Linked DNA regions of Capsicum annuum: region 1 is linked to region 2. Evidence: chromatin contacts called from public Hi-C data. All regions are on one chromosome and are shown on one strand. Each heading gives the region's core, a stretch centred on a gene start, on an enhancer-like site or on the middle of the called end of the contact. The rest is flanking DNA. Distances are from core to core; before and after follow the strand shown.

Region 1 (7,303 bases), core at 1,485-3,984, 180 kb after region 2:
CTCCAAATTTTTCTATACGTGAATTTTCCTATAATTGCAGAGTTAAAAAATGTAAATATCAATAAATCTTTATCATTATATGTTTTCTCATTTGGTTTACAACATTCTCATTATCCTTTTCCTTAACTAATTATCAAAGAAAAGCCTACAAAAAGTGAAAACACACATTGAGTAGATTAATTTCTTGCAAAAATAAAAATATTAAGATATATGCAAAACCCCTCTTTTCTCATCTCGTATTCATCCTTTTTCAACTTTTTTCTTTGAATTCAACCTTAAAACAAAGGAGAAAGAAACTTAAAATTATATATCAATATAGGAGTATATATAAGAGAAGTTAAGAAGATAGAACTTTACTTCGATTTAATTATTTTTAAAATTGAAATTCAATATCAAAATAAATATTTACTTACTTGAATTCAGAGATGAATATAGTAGAAAAAAATAGCCTGCAATACGGTTATCACTAATCTACATATAATAAATAAAAATATTAAAACCAAAAAAAAAATTAAACAGTGAAAAACGTGAAAGTGCAGGAAGCTAATTCAAAAGAAAAAATATATTCACACGCATGAAAGGTAATTCAAACGATCCGTTGTAGCCTCGAGCAGTATCCATTATCTGAGAAAACCTGAGCAGTAGCCATTAACTGAGAAAACTTGATAAGATGGTTATCAAAATAAAGAAAAAAATAACAACATAAATTGAAAAAATCCAATCAATAATTCAAAAGAAAAATTCATCTGAAACCCTAGATCATCATCAATTGTAAAACATATAAAACTTTCCTGAATATTGGCAATTGTGTATCGGCGTATTTATAGTGCTGAAATAATTTTTTAATTGCAGTTGAGATAAAGATAAAGAGTTGGAATAACTTAATTTTAAATTTAAATTCAAATTAGATTAGGATAAATACTAAGAGATGAGATAACACTAAAACACTAAAATAAAGATAGAAGTTATAATCAAATTAAATTCAAAATTAATTTGAACTTTTAAGTTGGGTTAAGATATGTTTTGTTGAAACATGATAAGTTCTTCATTATATTTAATTTTTTAAATACAATACATATTTATCTTCTAATATTATATTTAAATTAAAAATAATTTTAAATTAAATCATATTATTTACCATTTATGTATGTACTACTATTACTATTTTTGTTTTATTATTATTATTATGATTATTATTATTATTATTATCTTATTATTATTATCATCATTATTATTATCATTATTATTATTATTATCATTATTAACTTAATTTTAAATTCAAATTCAAATTAGATTAGAATAAATACTAAGAGATGAGATAACACTAAAACACTAAAATAAAGGTAGAAGTTATAATCAAATTAAATTCAAAATTAATTTGAACTTTTCAATTTGGTTAAGATATGTTTTGTTGAAAGATGATAAGTTCTTCACTATCTTTAATTTTTTAAATACAATACATATTTATCTTCTAATATTATATTTAAATTAAAAATAATTTTAAATCAAATCATATTATTTACCATTTATGTATGTACTACTATTGCTATTTTTGTATTATTATTATTATTATTATTATTGTTGTTGTTGTTGTTGTTGTTGTTGTTGTTGTTCTACATTCTATGTACGTACTATTACTATAATTGCCAACACTATTACAACTAATTATTATTATAGATATAGATTCCCTAGTATGTAAATAAATTATATTTAAATTTATTTTATAACATTTAAATTTTATAAGAGATAAGTTTGAAATAGTACATATCTATTAGAACTCTTTAATTATTAGTTTCTATTTTTACAATAATGAAAATCTTTTTTTTTTTTAAAAGGATAACTTATCAAATTTAAATACTTAATTTTTCAATTCAAAATTATTATTACAATATTTTTAACTTTGTCTTAAAATATTTTTTAATATTGTCTTAAAAATTGCCACGTGGCTATTTTAATAGCTTGACACGTGACGTCTTGTCTTGCTTATATTTTGCTTTTATATATAGAGAGATAGATAGATATAGATATGAAATAAGTACAAAATGCTTTCTCTTTCGCGATATTAATGTATTTGTCTCGATTATGAATGCATGTAAGGTTGGTCCGCTTCAAAGTTAAGGTTCCAGGAGTTGATCCATCTTACCAAAAAGTTTGGAGCGGCAATAGGTCTGAAAAAGTATCTAAAAATATCAAATTTAGATATTTGTACCCTGTCGAAGTAAGGAACCATGGCATATATGTTTGGAATAGATTCCATTTTGAGTAGAATAGATTCCATTTTGAGAGAGTGATAATGATGTTATTAATAGATTAACTTAACTACACCGATAATGTAACAAATTGATTACACTGTCGATATGTGTGTGTATATATATAAAGTCTTTCTAAAAAAAAATTGCAAATATTTTCCCCAAAAAGGAAATGATCAAACAACCAACCTTTCTCCTAAAGTTTCGCAGCAACAATTTCCAAAAGTAAACACCAGAAGTTGAACTCCAAGTGTGGAGTTAGGTAACTCCTACTAGATGAGTAGGGTTAGGAATTAGGGCCAACAATAAGTTAAACTCTAAATTAAATTCTTAGACTTCAAACTAATTATGCTAAGCTGGCTAGGTCAAATTTTTATGATGATGATGGACAATTATGTTTTGGTCTGTCATGTTACCTCCATAAAGATTTCCAATTTTGCACCAGTTTTTTCCTGCTACAACTTTGAAAAGTCGTGATAAATAGTAGTTGTGTGCTTCCACTTTTTCCATTGTTAGAATCTTTTTATGCTTGATAGCTTGTCTCTATCACTAAAGTATGTTACTCTAAATTCTTTTCACATCTTGTCCGTACAATTATATAGTGTAGGTTCATTATTATTATTATTGCTGTTTTTGGGTCCTCAAGAAATAAAGTATAATTTTTTACTTTTCTTGAACATATATTCCCTGCATATTTTTAGAAAAATATAAACATTTCTTTAAGATACAACAAAGTTTAACATTTCTTTAAGATACAACAAAGTTAAACATTTCTTTAAGATATAACAAAGTTACCATGTACTGTAAATTAACGTAGCTATTTCATGAAAAGATACTTGTATTTTTAGAGTTGGAAGAAGATTATATATTCAAAATTTTCATCTTATATCATGATCGAATAGACTCGCTTATTTAAATATTAATTCAAATAAAAATTAAAATTAAAAATATCAAAGTTTTTAATATATAAAGCCTTTTTACTTTTCATTATGTGATAACCCCCATTCATATATTATGAAAAACTATCAAATAATTTTCATTTTCAAGATAAATATAGGATTTGAACCAAAATTATTTGTATGATCGAACTTGTAAGTTGTAACTAACACGCTAGCTCCGCGCCTAAATAGATTAGAGACCAGTTCTGCCTCCAAGTCCAAGATATATTATTTGACGTTGCACCACTTTCGTTTGGTTGTTAGAAAAAAGGAAAAGGAAATTGTCGGATGTTTTTTCTTTCTTTTGAATTGTTATGTTAAGCATGAAAATATTGATAATTTGAAAAGATTTTGGACAAGAAATGACGTTCTGCAAAAAGTTGTATGAGATCTTACTTTATTTTTTAACCTTTCAGGCAAAACAAATGTAAGAAAACTATTTTCTTCCCTTTCCTTTAATTCGTTTCAGTAACTTTCTGAAGAAAATGTACAATTTTAGTGACTTTCTGATAATTTCAATAGTTGAACAATTTTGTGTAACTTTTTCTGAGATTCAAAAAAGACAGAGAGGCGTATGACAGAAAATAACAACCATAATAAAAAAAAGCTGAGATTACTTTAGAATTATGGAGAGAAATTAAAAGAAGAAACAAAAGTTACTTTAGATGGCAGTCATTTATATCATATGTGGCAGCATATTTCTTAAACATTGCTGAATTTGCTAATTTATCTAAGAAACGTCTTGTCTATCTATAGAAATATAGTATAATATAGTCATTATAAATATGTAATAAAAGATGTTCAAAATGTTTGACCTTAATGCATGAAACTTTGAGCGCACTTCAAAATTGAAATTCACATGAGACATGTTATTCTTTGTGTTGGATTGTACATTTCCAAACATTCATTTTGTCATGTTTGGTGGATGGATTTCCGGCAATTTTACACCACAGGGTGGCTAAAATTCCCCAATTTATGCATCCATTTGCTGACTTTTACTTACCATTATATTATTTCCAGCAACATAAAAGGAGAAAGTGACACCATCCCACTTCACACACATTTAATTTCTCAAACAATCACTAGTTTTAAATTTTGTGACTTTAGTTATTTTTTTTTAATAATATATTAAAATGGTATATGGGGTCAGTGTGTACCTCGATTAATTCAACAACTACCTGTCGTAGCTATTAGTAGCGAGTCCAGCATGTGATAGTTACAGATTTACAATTTACGAAGACTCAGTAGTTTATATATATATATATACTATTGCCACTTTAAAAATGCATAAACTTCCTTTACCTGCTAACTCCATACATATCGTAAGAAATCACTCAATATTTTTATCTTTGTTGAAATTTAAACCTAAGTAATTGTAATTCTCAACTCACTTTTTCAAACACTTAGTCACTCCGTTGGATGCTTTAATAATCTTTTATTAATAACTAGTATTTATTTTCTAATTTACCAGCCTTTATAAGTTCAGTGATTTTAAAGTAACAAATATTAGTTTAGTGGTGTTTGTAGAATAGCTTGTAAGGTGATGATATTATATGTAGGCGAAATGATCAGACAAATTCTCGTAATACTTGTCTTATGTTTTATTGAATTTTTTTGAATATTAACCGAGCATATATGACATTAAATTATTGAGCTGGAAAAACGCATGCAAATATGTATTTTTAAGCGAGTGAAATCAATATTTTTCATTTAAAAATATATTGTAAATTTAAAAAATACTCTCTCTATTTCAAAAAGAATAAACTAGTTTGATCTGACACGAAATTTAAAAAAATAAAGAATACTTTTGAATCTTATAGTCCTAGATTAAAGTTATATCAAATTTATCAAAATATCCTTTGATCTTGTGGTCTTAAATATGTCACGTGAAAAGTTAAAGTTAAAATTTTGCCATAAAAAAAAATCATTCTTTTTAAAACGTATTAAAAAGAAAAATAAGTTTTTTTTTTTTAAATGGAAATTAATAAATTAAAAAAAAAAGAGGCAAAGACTTTTTTAAAAAAATCCCAAAATCCTCCATCCTCTTCTTCTTCATTGCCCTCTCCCCTTCCACCCCCACCAGCACTACCACTATACATCCAGCCAAATCATTCCCCCCTTCCCGTCCCCCATCCTTCTTCAGCATGGGCTCTTTCAGTTCTGATTTTTTCGATAAAGATTTCGTCGAAAAACGCCATCTTCATAAATCAGTGACCAAACTATCCAAAATTATCCTTTTGCGTCAATAGAATGACGCGTGTACAAAGCAGCTTCATTCGAATCAATTTCAAAATTTGACTGTTCAAATTCAGCCGATTAGTGGAAAGTGGAGATATATTTTCGGGATGTTGAGGGCGTTAGGGTTATTAACGGAGCTAGTAGGACGAGGTTGTTGATTTTATTGACGGAAGAGGGATAAATGGTGTTCAATATAGAGGCGATGTTTGTGTTTACGACGTTCGGTGACGGCTTCTTCAGAGGTGGCGAAGGAGAGAAGATGGAGGGAGATGAAGAAAAGTGGTGGTTGAGGGCGGCGGAGACCGGAGAGGGAATGAAGTGGGTGGTAGGTAACATAAAGAAAATGGAGAGATTTCTCCATTGTTGTTGTTGTTGTGTCTGTTGTTGGGGTGAAAAAGAATTGGGGGGCGGCCCGGGGGGGGGGGGGGGCGGAGACCAGATTTTGTTTTGCTTTTTTCTTTTTTATAAAGAAAATATTATTTATATTTTATATGTATTTTTAATATTTAATTTATTATGTATCATTTAAAAATAATGCAGCATGCCACGTGTAGTCGGTTGTATTATGCTTATATTAATCGGATGAAAAAATGTCTTAAAATATCATGTTTTGATGGGTTTGAGGATTGAAATAACAATATGATAAAGTAAAAATATTCACATTACAAATTCAGACAAATACAAGGTTTCATCTAATTATTTCTCCTTATAGGTACGCAATTAGCTTAGTTACTTACTGACTTTCGTAAATAGCTCATAATGAAGTTGGAAATTTTAAGTGACAACAATTAGTTTAAGTGACCGAGTTTAGAACAAATTGTAAAGCGGATGGCCACTTGAGAAAAATAAACCAAACTTACATTAAGGGTGTGTTTGGTACGAACGAAAATATTTTCTGGAAAATGTTTTTTAATTTTCTCCTGTTTGGTTGGCTTACAGATTTTGGAAAATATTTTTCAAATCAACTTATTTTCCTTAAAACTAAGAAAAATGACTTTCCTACAAAAAGTAAGAAAAATATTTTCCAAAACTCTCTTTCAACATCACTATTAAATTGAAATATTCGTACAACTCTCAAAATCACCCATCCCTACTCCGCCCCTCAATCTCCCACCCCAACCCCAACCCCTACCATTCAAAACTTTTTTATTATCTCACATTTTTTATCATATTTGTTCTTAGTCTTTTTGTTAAATATATACAAATACTTTTAGAAAACATATACTTATCTAATTTGCATAACGAACACATAAATATAAGTAGGGCTGGGGCATATTTTAGTTTAAATAGAAAAAATTAAAAAACCGAATCGAAATTTAATTTTGGTTTAGTTTTTCGATTTTCCGGATTGGTTTTGATTTCAAATTTTAGAAATTTGGTTAAACGGTTTGGTTTTCAAAATTTAAAAAAAAATCGGATAAACCGAAAAATCAAAATTATATAAATAATATATTATAATTTATATATATATATATATATATATATATATATATTTCATATTATATGTAAATTTACTAAAAATATAATATAATCTAATCTAATATAACATATAAATATATAAACTATAATCATTTAGTAACCTAAATCCTAATATGTTGTTTTGATTTTGACCGTAATAGTAACGTGAAGGCTGCAACGACGCTCATCCATCCTCAGTTCATTTGAAATTTCAACATTGCCAACGACAGTTGCAGTCGTTTGCTCAGTTTGTTTGCTCAGTTCGTCACTACCGTTGATAGTTGCTGCCACGTGCGGCCATTGTCGTCATGCCAACGGTGATGACTCGACGAAGTCGATATTTATGATTATTTCATTCGTGTTGAATTAATTATATTTGAGAATGAAAATAAGTTTGAAAAAAGATTATTTTTCTAGAAA
Region 2 (7,169 bases), core at 3,438-5,937:
CAATTTTTCTGCAACTGCTTTTATTGATGACAATAATTTGATCGTCAAATTCTTTCCAATCTTCCATTAGTATTTCCTGGAAGTCTATGTTACTATTGTTAAAAGGCGTTTGAGTTACCTCTTGATTGATTGATTAATACGTATTTGTGATGCTGAAATTCTTTGTACTGCAGAGATGCGTCAGGCGGTCAATTTATCGCCACCAACAGATCCAATTTTAAATCGATGTAGAAGTAAATCAAGGTTTGCATCTCCTGGGAGATAAATAATTATGTACCCGTGTCTCTAAATTAAAGTCAGTTTGGAGAATATAATTAGTGATCCTGCAATCACAGAAGAGACACTTAGATGTCTTGGCAAGGTAGATGAATGTGTGGTTTTCTTGGAGGATTAGAGGTTCTCATCAATGACGAAGTGAGCTGTTACTACAGGAGTATCAGCGCTTGTCAGGTTGAGCGAGCTGTTGCTGCAGGATATATCTCCAAATCTTGTGATAAAATATAAATAATTTGTTGTGTACATTTGATTTCTCTCCTAGAGGGCATTGTAAGAAAACGAAAGCTGCAGGCTTTTTTCACCTACATAAGCTGTTATCTCATGGTATTTGCCAATACAGAGTAAATTTGAGTTCTCATCTGTTGAACTATTTGTAAAATGTGATCTATTAATGTATTTTACCTTTATTTACAGTGAATCATTAAATGTCAACTGCTGGTCCTAAGCACCTTCTGTATCTATGAATTCCCATGTTGATAGTATTATTGTCTGACTATGCGAGATGTTCGTAAACTTAAAGGATGTGAAAGCATATGAAACTAAACATCGTACAGTAGTAAAACATGATCATTAACATCTTGACTAAGTCAGATCTTGTGTGACAGAAATGCATTTTGGAAAGCAGTTTATGTTATACAAGGTGTTGACGTGTATACATTGTGGCAATTGATAATGGCAGAACAATACAGTATAATAAAGACCATGGTACTAGACCTGAAGAAATTTCAAATCGGTAACATGGTCAAGATTTAGATGTTCAGTAGATCTTTTAAAGATACTAAAGTTCAGTAGATCTTTTAAAGATACTAAAGTTGAGCAGAATGTTAGAATTTTACTTATTACAGGTTTGTAACAACCTGTGGAATTATACTTATGGCAGGAACCACTAAGGAATTATCGAGTTGATTACTCAAATTGTTACTCAACTAATAGTGTTATTATCTCTAAAAATCACTTTTTTTGTTGAAGAAAATTGAAATAAAAAATAAAGACTGAAATAATAATTACCAGCCGAGTGACTATGAAAAATCAACCATAGAATTGTCAAAAGAATATGTTACTCCCACTGTCCAAGAAAATAGGCACTTATTTTCGAGCACTTCCTAAAAATTCTTACTATAAAACTTCTTTCTTATTGAACTTTTTGCAGACTGTGATTATGTTAAATCTTTTTAAAAGAATCAACATCTTTCACATTTAAAATTGGATGTGTTACTCATACTCTCAAAACTTTGCTATTCTTTCGTAACGGAGGTCCTATTTGCTTTATCAGACCAATTGTTTGGCTCGCGGACAATGTTATTAGTAACAAGTTGGATGGGATAAGGCAGGATATCTAAACTTTATTTGATTGAAGATAAGTTCAACCAAACAAAGTATAATCTTAATCCCAACCCTTAATACCGGATATTCCACCTTATCCCTGCGCCAAACCACCTTAAATTAAATAAGCAGGAATATTTCAAAATTCAAATATTGGAAAATTTGGCGGCAAAATAGTTAATTTCTTCATTGAAGTCAAAGAAAGCATAGAGTTTGGACAAGAATGATTTAAATTTACATGAAGCACCGACCCATGTTTTTGTCCAAGTCACCAAAACATGATTTAACATGTCTTGGCAATTATTTTTCCCATCAAAGCGATGAATCAACAACCAATATTCCGTATGTTTCCAGACAGAAAAAATCTATCATAGTAAAATATATTTGATTGAGAAAAAGAAAGATTAGGTTGTTGACTCTATTTTTTTTCCAGATCTTTTCTTTAGCTTTAAGATTGTGGTACATGCACGCACAAAAAAATTTGTTTTTGTGTATAGCTTTGTTTGAATGTTTGAATGAAGTAGCTGAGTGTTAGATTTTGTGAAAGATTTGAGGAGAAAACTAATGATTAAAGTGGACATAAAAGATTTTTGAAATGGATGAGTTGGTAATGTCTTTTACATCTTTTGCAAATATAAATAACTCTTTTTTTTTAAAAAAAAAAAGAGAGAGAGAGAGACCTAGATTTGAGGAGGTCAGGAAAAATATCTTAAGAGATCAAATGAAATCACCGTGAAAGTTCACGACGAATATAATGACGGAAACCGAAATTTATATAAGAAAATTTAAAAATATATTATAATGTCACATTTGATACTGAATACCATATTAATTTTTCTTTGATGGGGTCAAGGCCAAAGGGAACTCAATAGCTTATTCATAATGATAATAATAAAATATTTATTTTTTTCTAATTATTTGTAATAGAATTTTTCAATAAAAGAGATTTAATTGAACTTTATTCCATGTCGCAATTCTAAAGATTTTGTTGTTTGCACTTTAGGTGGTAAATTTTTCTTTCTTCGTTTTTATTTTCTGATGTAAAAGTTGGCAGTGAACAGTAGAGGAACTTTGATAGGATTGAAACCTTGATGTTGTGTGAAGTTGCAAGTACCACTAAGATACTACTCAAATCTTTTACGTCCTCTATCCTTAATCCTTTACTTGACATAATATTTCAAAAAGATGAAAGATTTATAAAATTTATGATCTAAAATAATTCTTTAATATTTATGTGGCTATAAATTATTTTGTTAAAAAAAATTTTAACGCTAAAATATTTCAAATTATATTAACGTGATCTTTTTTTTGGGATGAACTTAAAAGGTAAGTGTGCTACATAAATTGAGATGAAAGGAGTAGTATTTCTTTTTTTGTTTGTTTAAATTATTTTTTAGTCGTTTCATGATTCATTTTTTTTATTTTTTCAATTTGTATTCAATACTTTATTTGGAGACTTAAATTCATCCGAATTCACAACATATAAGGTAAATTAAAAGAAAGTCTTGGCTATTAGGATTTTTTTTTTTCACTTTTAGTTTTCAAATTGAAATCTCTAATTAAAAATAATAAGATTTTATATCTATCCCATCATAATGTTTGATGGTGTAGTTTTAAGCTATTATCAGGTGTAATTTGATTTTCATCTACTTCCTTTCACACCCTTTTCACCAACAAATGGTATTATTACTCAACTTTTATTTATTTTTTAAAACAAAAAAAAAAATGGTCTGCTCCCAATTATTCCAAATTCAATAAATTCAAAACCTATTTGTCCTATACTTCACAAAATATGACAAAAGGTACCCCAAAAAAGAAAACGTGCTGTGTGGCTCCAAGAAAGTTGAAACCTAATATTGGATAAGTATACACACTAGTTAGTGGATACAAATTCATTGGTTTAATATCGTGTTTGTTTCTTATATTGCTACATGATGATTGGAAATTGTGAAAGCAATTATTCATAAGATTTATTCAGGGAACAACTAATTGATTAGGACTTGAGGTTCATTGATTAATGTTATGCATTTTTTTATTTATATTATTTGATTATGTATCCGCACGTCCTTTCACGTATAAGTGATTCTGTTTATGAGTCCACTACACCAAATGAGTGATAATGAAATTATTATAATTCATGACCTCTTCTGCCTGCTCTATGTCATGTTATGTTATACAACTATGAAAAATTTTAAATTATTAGAAATATATTTTTATTAACTTAATAAGAAAAAAGGTCAAATATAATATATCCTTAAATATTTGAAATTGAGGAAATTAAATATTCCATTCGCTGATAGTTTAGCTCACATATATTCTTACCTTTCAATAGCCGATCCAAATATGACCCTAATTTAATTAACTAGAGGTCCTAATTAATCTAAGTAACTGATTTATAAGCGAAAAAGAGCCAAATATATCCTTAAAGTTTGGAAAAGCGAGTAGATATGTCCTCTGTTAACAATTTAACATTTCTTTAACATGTACAAATTTAACATTTTCTTTCTGCTCATATTTATGTAGCAATCAAAGCCAATCACCAATTTCTAAATTTGACTGTAAATAGTTTAGCCTAAGTTAGTATCGTCGTTTCTCCTACCTATTAACAATGTAACAATGTAAACAACATATTGATATGTAACGTATGTTCATATCTTTGGTGAGAAGAATTATACTCTCTTTATAAATATATTTTTGTCTTTAGTTTTTTAAAGAAAAAAAATTGGTACAATTAATTCACGTATTTTCTGCACTATACGTGTCTTTTTCGTTTTAAGGACATTTGAACCTTTTTGGTTTACATAATTGTACATGTTTAAGAGGCATGAATTTGATTGTAATGTTTGTAATAATTTTACTGACCCAAGTATATCCAACCACTTTATGACGTAAAGCTAATTGTTCGAAATAATTACGTCTTCCCCCCAGCATGACACTAAACTATTAGCAAAACATAAAAGAACGAGAAAACAAAATCAAGAATTTGAAATCTAGAGAGGCCTAATAATCACATGTGCAGAATGGATGTGGCATCCAGGAAAAGGGTCTGTGGGTGGGGAGGGGGGTCACACAACATGGTTTGGACCTTTGGGTTGGTGGGGCTAGAGGAAGGAAAAAAAATAAGTATTATCCAAAAGGCAAGTAATAAGACATTGCATACATCATCTACTTTTTGGAAGTTAAAGATTTAATATTATTGGACTAAAAGGTTGTGTGGAGTGTGACTATTGGTGTCTTTAGAATGTAAAATGTGTGCTTTTCACACAAAAGTTTAAACTTTTTAATGGTGATTCCATTTATGTTGGGTAGTTAGCCTAAGACAACAAATCTTGAATATTGCCATTTGAAGCCTCATGAGTATTAGTTTTCAACTTTGAAAGGGACCTTTTGTGTTTTCTCCAAGTGATGATATTAAATTATTAAATTGTGTTAACATCTCATATAAAAATTTAATTAATTAAATAGGACATAATCCTTATATCTTCTCTCATATTGTACCCTTTCTGTGCATTTAACAAATTAAGTGCATGTTAAATATAGACCTTTGCCTGGCATAACAGTCCTTAAGGTGTTGTATTTGTTTTCAACAACTTTAGCAAAGTTTATATACTTTGCTTTGCTTTCTTCATCTAACAATTTGTGTATAGCTATAAGACTATCTAAAATTTCTTTGAATTCTTTTATCTATTCATTTACAAGTTTTAACCTCATCTTGATACTTTGAATTCTTTGCTTCAATTGAAATTCCTCATCCTTGTTAGCTTGTAGGTAATTATCCTTTCGTTTGGCCGAAATGCAACCAATACTAAAAAAACATTGACTCTTCATTCATTTTTCAAGTTAACAAACTTTCCATCAAGACATCTTTTCTAAGTTAGATGGTTTTCCGTCATCCTTTGTGGTTATCATAATTTTAGATGACGATTCCTTCACATAGTATCATCGATTTTCAGAGCCTGCATCAATTGGCTTATTTGGGTTCTCCAAAAAAGACTGTTTGAGAATTTCAATATTATGAGATATATTATAATATTATTAATTGATGGAGAGATCGATTGTGATGAAAGAAAAAGAGTAGCGAAGTTGAACATGGAATAAAATTTAAAATACAGAATAACTTAGGTTGAAACCAAAATTCTGATAGCATAAAAAGTTAATAGCACGATATCTCAAGTAAAAATACAAATTCATACGTTTTCGCTTCAGAACTAACTCATGCACATAGATGATTTGAATATATCTCTATGACTATATATTGTACTATAATATTATAATTTTACATCCCAATCATAAACTATAAAATATTGAATTAATATATTGCAAATACATTATTAGAATTCAACATCCTAATCCTAAACTATTTTGCACTCTATCATTAAGCCACAATCATTAATATTAATCAAACTGTGCTCCATTATATTGCAACTCAGATGACATATATCCGTCTCTTTTTATTCATTGACTAATATTATGTCATCTTCAAGCTTTTTAATGGACTAGAAACACTTGAGAAAGTTATGCAAAAGGATGGTGGTGGGAGAGGGGAAAAAAGATTATAGTTTATTGAACAAAACGTCTCTCTGTAATTGGCTTTTGAGACTTCTTCTTTTAGGTAAAGAAGAAAAGAAGATTGATTATGATCAAAGCTTTTGGGAATTGTCACCGACCACATATATATATTGTTCAATTTAGGAGTACTCTCTTTTTTTGTGTTGCTTAGTTATTAAGTCTCATATGTATATTGTGGACTGACTTTAATTTTCTTGGTGAACAATTGGAGACTCTTTTAGAATTAAGTTGTTATTATTATTAGAATAACAATCGTTGAGCCCCTTTTTGGTCTATTGGATAAGTTTTAGATTAGCTAGTTGTGTGCTGAACACATAAGTTTTTGAGATCGTCATCAAAATGTTTACTTGATTATGAAGGAAATCCACAAGTTCGATCGGTATGTTAGGAAATAAAGATATTGTTTGTCAAACATGGATATAATTTGACTACTCACTAAATTTAAGGTAATAATAAGGATTAAAATTTATGCTGTAATATTTATATTTGTATAAGATTTTCAGAACTTATGATCTTAAATATATCATAAATAATTATGTGATTATAAGAGTAAATAAAAGAGCTAAAATTGCCGGAGGGGCATGGTTGAGTGATAGCTAGAGAGGTGGACTTGGGATCAAATCCAACCTTCATTTGTCACTCAGTCAAGGGCTCATCGTATGAGCCTTATCTAGTGTGTTTTATATTTTCTATATGATTTGCGAATTATTACACAATAAGTAAGTTAATTACCATAAAGTGCTCACACAAAGAACTAAGATTATGACAGAAATTATGCATTTTCATAGGTTCCCAAAAAAATGAAGGAGCTACAATTAAATTGTTTTTTTAAAAAAAAGGAAAATGCCATTATTTTTTCTAACAAGTGGAAAGAACGGAGTATTAGGTCACGAAACTTGAGAATTTGGATGTGTGATTTGATCAATGCAACTTAAAGAATTGTGCGTTGGGGTGGGCTAAAACCATTTTATGAAATCTTTTCATTCTTTTCTTCAAAAGAC

What was found. A called contact is a pair of places that touch in the nucleus more often than the background predicts.
Region 1: a contact with region 2 is called in a Hi-C map of leaf, with 2.0 times the contacts expected there. The contact joins two enhancer-like sites. A contact is called at or near these places in 2 of 5 Hi-C or Micro-C datasets (leaf and placenta).

Annotation. Positions count from the first base shown.
Region 1 is chr1:164,435,872-164,443,174 of UCD10Xv1.1, forward strand. No RefSeq gene overlaps it. Among protein-coding and RNA genes, the nearest start is that of LOC124892598, 9.0 kb to the left of the region's middle. Within about 2 kb of position 2,735, at least 2 of the 5 cell types and tissues checked have an H3K27ac peak or open chromatin away from gene starts, as enhancers often do.
Region 2 is chr1:164,254,729-164,261,897 of UCD10Xv1.1, forward strand. It overlaps LOC107841055 (mitogen-activated protein kinase kinase kinase NPK1), which reads left to right. Exons shown (of 17, transcript XM_016685066.2): 17 at 174-694. The coding sequence ends at 265. Among protein-coding and RNA genes, the nearest start is that of LOC107841055, 12 kb to the left of the region's middle. Within about 2 kb of position 4,688, at least 2 of the 5 cell types and tissues checked have an H3K27ac peak or open chromatin away from gene starts, as enhancers often do.